Linked DNA regions of Sus scrofa: region 2 is linked to region 1. Evidence: chromatin contacts called from public Hi-C data. All regions are on one chromosome and are shown on one strand. Each heading gives the region's core, a stretch centred on a gene start, on an enhancer-like site or on the middle of the called end of the contact. The rest is flanking DNA. Distances are from core to core; before and after follow the strand shown.

Region 1 (4,656 bases), core at 1,849-4,348:
GCAGGCGGACGCTCTCGGGTTTACCTGCTTCCTGTTAACAGATTGTTGGCTCCGAGAGCATCTGCCTGCACACTGAGGCCGCGGCTGAGAAGGAGGTCCCTGTGTATCCACTTGACTGATAGAGGTAAGCTTTTTTTGTCCTTTTTAAATCACAGCATAACAATAACTCTGAGCAGAACTTAATCTACACATGTATGTTTATTGTGTTATTTGGATTTACCAAAGCAAGACACACACACACAAACACACACAGATACACACAGCCACAAAATAGTGTCAGAAATATAGGGTTGTCTCAGTAAGTTCAGGTTCTAGAAATCGTATGATTTTCAAAAATTACAGATATGCCTTGGGCTTTAAATAAATATTTGCTCTTTTAACAAACCACGATAGCTTGTCCTTCTGGACAGCCTTCATAACCAGCAACCTTTCTCCCTCACAAACAATGGATTCTTTCATGCCCTGCACTTTGACACACATTAAGAAAACTACATGGAAAATCAGCAGCTCAAAAATTGTGAAGCCATTATTTATAAGCCTCATAAGTGAGGTTTTTAATTCTTAACGTACCTCTAAATATGTTTAAACTAAGGAATTCCGTTCCCTATGCAGGTAGAATAGTTGGTGGATCATGCCCTTGGTGGTTCTGAATGCAGAATGCTAGTGTGCTGTTTAATTTAGTTCGGGGTAGTTGTAAAGTGGTGTAGGTACTGGAAACAGCTCACAGGTCCTTCCAACGATCAGGCATGCCACGCTAGCCCAGAGCACAACACCCTCATTGTGCTCCCTGGCTTGGAATCCAAGGAAAGAATGGAAGTGAATGGCTGCATTGAGTTCAAGCACAGCTATAGTATGTGTCTGTAAAACTTCTTTTATTGCACAATTTTTCTCACAAGCAGATAGGTTTCAGAGATAGAGAGGGGAACCCAAAACACGACACTCCTCCTACAAATGTACTAATATTTGCAGTGGGTGTTTGCTGTCCATCACTACGTGACAGTAGCACAGACTTTGAATTGCAGTTGGAATTACCCCTTACCAAGTATTTCTTTGATTTATAGTCTCTTAGGAGCAGAGCTGTTCCTATGGATTGAAATTAGTCAGTCACATCAAAATCCCTGGTAAGAAAGTGACCAAAAAATGATTAAATTCTGTTTCAGCAACATTTCTGCTTTATGTAAATCAGTTCTATTGTTGGTCTACCAGAAACGTCACATCATTTACAATGCTCCTGAAAACATTTAAGGGAAAACATCATGTTCAAAACGTGAAAAAAAAAAATTCTCCGAGCTAAAGATGGAATCTACCATGAAACGTAAAATAAATAGTATTTGAGAGCTACTTCTAAGAAGTATACTTTTGTCATCCTTTTCCCCAAAATGTGGATGGCATAGGAGTCACCTTTTAATTTTAGGTATAATAACATAATTTTCATTGCTACAGAGCAGCACACATCACCTGTTTCACAAATACAGCAATGCCAATATGCCCTCAGGTAAGGGAGTTATAAAGCATAGGGAGAATATTTTCAAAACTTCTATTCTAAATGTCATCGATATCCAAGATAGAAAAATATTCCAAAAAACTCAAGATATAAGCAATCTCAGTCCAGAAAGTTACCTCCAAACATTTGATAATCAGAACTCTAAATAGGAATATGTCTATTTGTGCATGTGAGACATCGTACAGGGTAAAATAGTAAAGTGACAGAACTGCACTTCACTTACATCTACCTTTCAAAGGAAAGGTGGAGAAACAGACTTAGTTTTGAGTCAGATTTTGTAAATAAAAATATCAGCCAAGAAAGTGATTCTGCTATAGCAGAATGAAAGGTGAAGAGAAGTCTCTCTTTGATTTAATTCCTTTCAGAGCTTTGCATGGCAAAAGGAATTTTTAGAATTAATACAGTGAAAAGTTCTGCAGCAAGAAAATGATTTCATGTTAGTTTTTCTTGGGGGAGCTTTTAGAAGATCCAGGTATGGAAATACCTAAGGCTGTGTGCCCTGCTGCCTTTGTGGTGCACTGTGTGTGACGGGAAGAGTGACACACAAACTTTACACCTGTGCTTCCCCCCCGCCCCACATTAATAACCTCTTAAGGTGACATGCTATGATAGATTAGCACTGTAAATCCACTTCTGCATGGCACATCTACTTCGTTTTTAATGCAACAGTTTTGAGCACCAGTCACAGAGATACAGTCTCTATCCTTCAAGACATTTTTCCTTGGTTTTTATCTATTTAGGTACTCTTGTTTTCTGCCGCTTCCCAACTCACCTGCTACCAATAGCAAATACTTTGTAGTTTCTCAAACTCACTACAGCAAACTTGCAAAGCCACCCCCCTCTGTGTTTCTTCAGATCCCCCACAGTGGCAGCTACCTGCCATCAAAATCAGCTACAATGTCTCCCCAGACACTTCCCACCTACTTACACTACCTGCTTCGGCTACATCTGAATCTGTCTGTAGATCTGGCTACTGCACTGTAGCACATTTGTCTCTGCTCATGGGCTCCCAAGGTCTGACTGACTTCTGAACGTCGTGCTTTGTCCAGTGTCTAGCACTTGGCATTCAGACATTCACTGTTTTCCTCGGATTTCACTGTTTTCCTATTAGTTACCATAAATATATATAGGCTTGATCTTGAAATAGAGGTCCTATTATCTGTTATACTGCATTTGATCATAGAAATTCAAAACATTTAAAACCAGCAGTGAGGCTTTAACTTCCCTGGTATGAAAGTATAGCTTCAAGATCATGGTTTGATGAAAGCTATAAATGTCCTATAATATATCAGAATTTTCTGAAAGGAAACTTTACAGCATATAAGTTTTAAACAAAAACAGCTTGAAAGCTTTAGTATCTAGAGGATATTGTTTTTCTGTTTATAGCTATTATAGAATTTTCAGGGGAAAATACATACAGTAAATATCCCTGTTAGAAATGTAGTCTCAAATCAGGTCATTTAAAATTAATGTTGAATTGATGATGATTAGTAGTTGATTATAAAAAAGTTACTTATGGAATTGTTTTTCATACTAAAACCAGAGGAAAGCAGAGGTCATGAATTTGGAAGAGACCAAAAGATTTAAATAAAGCCTACAATGGCAGAATTTCTTTTGATTTTCTTAAATAAACCTGAAAGATTACTGGTAATAACTGGTTACACTATATTTCCCTATAATTTGAGCTCTTGGGAGACAGAGAGAACAGTATGTTAGTATCAGTCTTGATACAGATAGGCTTTCGGTTATTGATACTTCCAACATTTTTCCTCTACTAGATGGAATGATTATTATTTACTAAAGCCTAAATTTTTATGGCCTTTTCATGGAAAAATTATCACAATGTTGTAATAAAAAATAAGAATGTATGATTTAAGGATTAATAAATATATAATCCCTCATCTCTAATATATACATCTAAAAAAGCAAACGTTGGAATTAATTTGGTATGAACGTTGGTATGAATTTTTGTATGTAAGATAGTAAAGATTAGGAAATTTTAAAAATCCAAATGTTTGGAAATAGAGAGCAAAATATTGAGGAAACTACTTAAATTCCTATTTCTAGACATTTTTACACTATTTTCTAGCACTGAAGTTTATCATCAAAATAAGATGTGTAGCAACTCTTAAGTATTATCCTGTCCTTTAAAGGTTTATTTTGCTATCTTCCAGCTTATTTTAATGTATAGCATGCTAATTAAATAATAGCTAAAGTTGAAATTGGGTCTGTTCATCTTTAAGGCTAATCGTGTTTAATCAATTTTTTAATATTGCATATAGTAATTAGATTTCAGAAAAAACAAGATTCCATAGTATTTCTCCAACATTTTTAAGATTTTCTATTTCAAGTAAATTATAATAGTTTGAAGGCCTAAATTATATATACCTCTGCTGCCATTCAAATGAAATGAGTGTGTGCTTGTTGCATTTTATAATGGAGTAATTGTGCTATATAATTATATTAGATAATTTTTCTAAAGTTCCTCAAACTAATAATGTAATTATGGATGCCTATTAATTTCTAAATTATCTCTGCAAAGAATTATATGGAGATTTTAAAAATCTTTTATTTACATCGTTTCTGAAAAAGTTAGGTCGTTCATGTTTATCTACAAGGATACACTTCTCTAACTTTCTAGTTCTAAATACTGACAAATAAGAACCTCATTCCAGCTTAGGCTCAGCTAGGATCATCTTATTTGAATAAATGACAGAGAACCAAGAGAGAGTTATGGGTTTTGGCAACATGATATGTCCTTGTGGAAGGACACTTCACCCTAATCCTGAACAGAATTTTGCTGACTCGGAATTTTGGCCAAAAAGACAATGATTTACTCTTCCCCATCTGGTATATGCAGATCCAGTATTAATTCTGCACCTTTGAAAAGCATTATTTGAACAAAAGTCCAGAAAACTTTTACTTTTCCTAACTCTAATCAAAGGTCTCACTTTCAAAGAAAATTTTCCTACTGCAAAAACAAAACAAACAAACAAAAACCCTACAGTATTCTCACTGTATTTCCTAGTTTCTTTTTCTATCCATGTTTGAATTTAAGGAAATTTCATTTTTAATAACATTCTTTGAAAATTTTAGTGGTTTTGGTTTTTGAATGTGCACTGTTGCCTATGTTTTATTTTATTTTTATGTAT
Region 2 (5,099 bases), core at 2,529-5,028, 160 kb before region 1:
ACGCCAGAGCCACAGCAACGCGGGATCCGAGCCGCGTCTGCAACCTACACCACAGCTCACGGCAACGCCAGATCCTTAACCCACTGAGCAAGGGCAGGGACCGAACCCGCAACCTCATGGTTCCTAGTCGGATTCGTTAACCACTGCGCCACGACGGGAACTCCCTCAACCCGATTTTTAAATTTAAAATCACCCTTCAGTAGATGCTCAGTTTCCTAGATTGCCTCCCTCCTCCTCCCTCTCCTCTTCTTCCTCTACTTCTCCTTTCCCTTCTCCTTCTTCTTCTTCTTCTCTGGACACCAAGGGAACAGATACAGCAGTTCGCTCCCCTCCCTCAAAACTCCCCACATCCATCACATCCTTCTAGTAGATCAGGATGGGTCTCCTGCCCTTGTTGGCGCAAGGTAACTTCAGTACACTGGGGCAGAAGCTCTGTGATCCCAGCATCTTTTTTTTTTTTTTTTTTTTCTTTTTATGACGGCATCTGAGGCATATGGAAGTTCCTGGGCCAGGGGTTGAATTGGAGCTGCAGCTGCAACCTACACTGCAGCTTCTGGCAGCACCAGATCCTTAACCTACTGGGCCAGGCCAGGGATCAAACCTGTATCCTCCAGACAGCATCATGTCCTTGACCTGCTGAGCCACAACGGGAACTTCCCAGCATCTTTTTATGCTTAAGAGAGTCATGAAACTCTTTCTCTCTCTTTCCTCCCCCTCTCTCCATCTCCTGTTTCTCTTACTCTCTCTGGCTCACTCTTTTTCTTTTCTAATTCTCTTCTCTCCAAAATCTAGCCTTTAGTCTTACTGTCCTGCTGCCCACAGCAACCAAATCCCAGTTCCACTGATAAACATATTGCTGCAGGCAGGGATCCACTTTTCCCCTAAAGCACTGAAACCTATCACCTTGAAGGCTGGGATGCCCACCCACAGAGATTCATCAGAAATGGAAATAATGTCTGAAAGGAAATTCCTTGGAAAATACATTTCTTTCCTTTTTTTTTTTTTTTTTTTTTTGTCTTTTGTCTTTTTAGGGCCGCATTTGTGGCATATGGAGGTTCCCAGGCTAGGGGTCTCATGGGAGCTATAGCTGCTGGCCTACGCCAGAGCCACAGCCACACCAGATCCCAGCTGCCTTTGTGACCTACGCCACAGCTCATGGCAACACCAGATCCTTAACCCACGGAGCAAGGCCAGGGATCGTACCTGCACCCTCATGGATCCTAGTCGGGTTCGTTAACCACTGAGCCACAACGGGAACTCCAGAAAATACGTTTCAAAAGCCATCATGCTCATTTTGAACCATCCCTCATATGAAGGAAGATGAGTGTAAGGAACTGTCTTTTCATGAATATTATCCCATTGCCTATGGGGGAAATGAGTTTATAAGGATTGGCCAAATGACACAACTCTAGGAAGGAAGATCATAGGGAAGATTTTCCATTGGAAAAAGAAAACTAATGCAGAAAGCTGATGGTTACAAAGAAGCTAGGGGCAATTTTATTAACTTGCTGCACACTTGTCTGCCTGTTCATTGCTGGCTGTCCTTTGGAATATGGAAATCTGACAAATCATCACTTGGCAGGAGTGTGTCTTCAGGCCAAGTCCGGGTTTCTCTGAGGCACCAGAACTTCTCCCCTTCTCCCTGGGGAGCTGGATAGAGCAAAGAAGCCCTCCTCTTTATTCTCCACCGGCAGCCAGAGCCCCTGCCCTAACCCTCCAGGGGGTGCTGGGAGACCGAGTCCTGGTGACCTTGTGACTGGCCTTGATTTAGTTCCTTCCCCATGAAAGAAAATAGAAGGCAAATAGGAGCTCCTGAGCTAAGCAGTGGGTGACACCAATGGAACAAGGAAGCTGAAGGCACATACAGAGCATGAAATTCTTCTCATACTAAAACCCAGGAAAATCCCCCAGCGCTTGGAAACTCACATACCTTCTTTTCTTATTAATCTCCCTTTCTGGCTATTATTCAAGGACTGTGAATCCCTTCTCAGGCTTTTAGCCTCTTTTAAGCTGCAGAAAGAGAATGAAAAAATGCACCCTAAGACCTAGCGTTTCTTTTGCTTCCTTTTCTGTTGCTGGTGAGTGGGTCTGAAAAGCAAGCTGGCACGGGCTCCAGGAACTTGGGTAAATGCCCGGTGGAGACACTGCAGTGTCTGCGGGCGGCCAGGCTTTTCCAAACATGGTCCTAGCCACTGGCCTGCACTTTTAGGGCAGTGACCTGCTCATAACACATGGTGCTCTCCCACCTGCAAAGAGGGAGGCTCGAGCCATTTCAAATATGGCTTTTCTACCCCCTGGCGGGGGTGGGGGAGGGGTGTCACATACCCTGTCATCATTCTCTGAGCAAAATCACTGCATCGAAAGCAAAGTAAGGAGGGCACATGTCACCGCAGCCTCCTCCCTCTACTTTCTTCCTGGGGAATCTCTGCAAGTGGAGTGTGAGGATAGAGATGGAGCAGGATAGTTACACAGGCAGTTGTGGAAGTCCCAGGAGGGGACCAGAGATAGAGAGGGAAACCTAGGGAACTTTGGGAGACCCCTGCAAGTTTGCAATCACTCAAGAAAGCCACCAGAATGAAGCAGGCTTGCTTAACTATGAAACCCATAAACAAAAGCACAAGATATGCCTCAGCTCATTAAGTGAAAGATAAAGTCAGGCCTGAATTCAAGTTCAGCAAGACAATGACCCTCAGGACCAAGGGCAGGAGTTTAAGGACCGCCCTTCTGCTGATTCGAATAAGCACTATGACAGTCCTAGTTTGACCTCATAGGGTCAAATACTCACTTATGGATATGAAGGAGGGGCTAGGGATGTAAGCCTGGTGTCTACTCGAAGAAAGAGGAAGAGGCGGTCTTTCCCCCCTCCCCACTTCCCTTGGATGATAAAACTGTAGCCCACCGGATCCTCTGGGCAGAGCTTCTGTGCCTGCCCGCTTGCATCTCTCACAAGCGTCCTATCTTAATAAATCTATTTCTTGCCTATCACCTTGTTTCTCGCTGAATTCCTTCTGCACAGAGACATGAAGAACCTGAACCTCAGTGAGTCCAGACACCAGGTGAGTGATTCTAACTTAAAAACCATGGGTTTAAGTTCCCATCTGGGTTCCGGCTAGGTTCAAGTCATAAGTATTTTCAGTTTTATAAGTGTCGTGCCTGTAACTATAAGTATTTTTTTTCCAGAGAAAGGGCCATCATTTGCTTTTATTTAATTCCCAAAATGTCTGCTGATTTTTCTCCAGTATTGATTGAAGGCCAGCTACATACTGTGCATTGTGGTTTATCATGAGTGTACAGCTAAGGACAAGGGGGCAGGGTCCCCTCAGGAGTGGAAGTTACAAGAGAATGAGGTAAAAGGAGGTGCTGAGCAAATAAAAGGAAATAACTGTGGGTATTTTATTTTGTTCTGTAGGTGCTGGCACCAGAGGAAATAAACAGGGTGATGGAAATGTGTCTAGCTGGTTGACAGGTACAACTGGACTGGTTTTTGTGACTCTTATTCCAACCTCCATATAGGATCCCTTCCCAAACTATAGCTAAAATGCCTCTTTGAACTGTAGCAGCAGAAAAGCCAAAAAAATAAAAAATCCAAGTGACCCTCTTCAGACTCGCTTGTAGCTAGGGTCTGACTATGGCCCCACGGAGGCAATGACAGAGGCAGGCAGTGGGCACTTGTGAAAAGATGGGTCGTAGCCAATCCGGTGGCAAAAGCAGTAGACACATCCAGATTGCTCGACCAGAAGCTTATTGCCTGATCTCCACACTGTAGGTGCCCAGAGGCAGGTGGCGGCATTGAGATTAATACAAAGACATATCTGTGCTGTGTTGTTTCTCCCGGCTGTCTCTTGAGTGCAAAGCTTCTGACACCTTGGCACAAGAGACATTTCTGTCTCCTCTCCCCATGGTAACTGATCCATGGTAACTGCTCCATGGTAACCACCCCATGGCAACCGCCCCATGGTAACCACCCCATGGCAACCGCCCCATGGTAACCACCCCAAAGCAACCGCCCATGGTAACCACCCCATGGTAACCATCTCAAGATGCCTTTCTTTTTTTTTTAATTGAGTTATAATTAACACATAATATTATGTTGGTTTCAGGTCTACAACATAGCAATCACCACAATAAGTCTAGTTACCGTCTGTCACCACGCAAAGTGGTTCAATACTATTGACCATATTCCCTATGCTGTGCAGTACATCCCCATGACTTTTATAGCTGGAAGTTTGTACGTCTTAATCCCCTTAAGCTATTTCCTTCCATCCCCACCCCAACACCCTCCTGTCTGGCAACCACTTGTTTGCTCTCTGTATCTACGAATCTGTTTCAGTTTTGTTTTGTGTGTTTGTTTGTTTTGTTTTCTTGATTCCACATATAGGTGAAATCATACAATATTTCTTTTTCTCTGTCTGACTTACTTCACTTAGCATAATACCTTCCAGGTCCATTCATGTTGCCACAAATGGCAAGATTTACAGCTCAATGTCAAAAAACAAAACGACCCAACTAAAAAAAGAACAGAGGATCTGAACAGAGGTTTTTCCCAAAGAAAACACACCACTGACCAGCAAGCACATGAGAAGGGGCTCAACAACCTTAATCATCAGAGAAGCACAAATCAAAATCAGGATGAGATACCCCCTCACGCCTGTCAGAATTGCCATCATCAGAAGATGAGAAATAGCAAGTGGTGGTGAAGACATAGGGAAAAGGGAACCCTTGTACACTGTTGGTGGGAAAGTAAATTGGTGCAGCCACTATGGAAAACAGTATGGAGATTCCTCAAAATACAAAAGATAGAACTTCCATAAGATCCAGCATTTATTTATCCGAGGAGTATTTATCAGAGGAAAACAAACACTAATTTGAAAAGATATGTGCACCCCTATGTTCACTGCAGCATTATTTATGATAGGCAAGGTAGGAAGCCACCTGAGAGCGCATCAAGAGATGATAAATAAAGAAGATGTGGCGTATCACTCAGCCATCTAAAGAACATTCCTTCGTGCCCAGAGCAGCTTCCTGCACCTGATCCTTCCAGAGCTCTGGGGCAGGGGGACTGTTTCCTGCTCTGCCCCCCCACCCCCACCCCATCCTTT

What was found. A called contact is a pair of places that touch in the nucleus more often than the background predicts.
Region 2: a contact with region 1 is called in a Hi-C map of fetal heart ventricle, with 4 times the contacts expected there. The contact joins two enhancer-like sites. A contact is called at or near these places in 1 of 5 promoter capture datasets (liver), 9 of 47 Hi-C or Micro-C datasets (alveolar macrophages, embryonic fibroblasts, epiblast stem cells and 5 more) and 1 of 2 datasets of contacts at active chromatin or transcription factors (skeletal muscle).

What each region holds. Positions count from the first base shown.
Region 1 is chr15:46,789,968-46,794,623 of Sscrofa11.1, reverse strand. All of the region lies in intron 1 of SORBS2 (sorbin and SH3 domain-containing protein 2), which reads left to right. Among named protein-coding and RNA genes, the nearest start is that of SORBS2, 120 kb to the left of the region's middle. Within about 2 kb of position 3,098, at least 3 of the 83 cell types and tissues checked have an H3K27ac peak or open chromatin away from gene starts, as enhancers often do.
Region 2 is chr15:46,948,875-46,953,973 of Sscrofa11.1, reverse strand. No RefSeq gene overlaps it. Among named protein-coding and RNA genes, the nearest start is that of TLR3, 15 kb to the left of the region's middle. Within about 2 kb of position 3,778, at least 24 of the 83 cell types and tissues checked have an H3K27ac peak or open chromatin away from gene starts, as enhancers often do.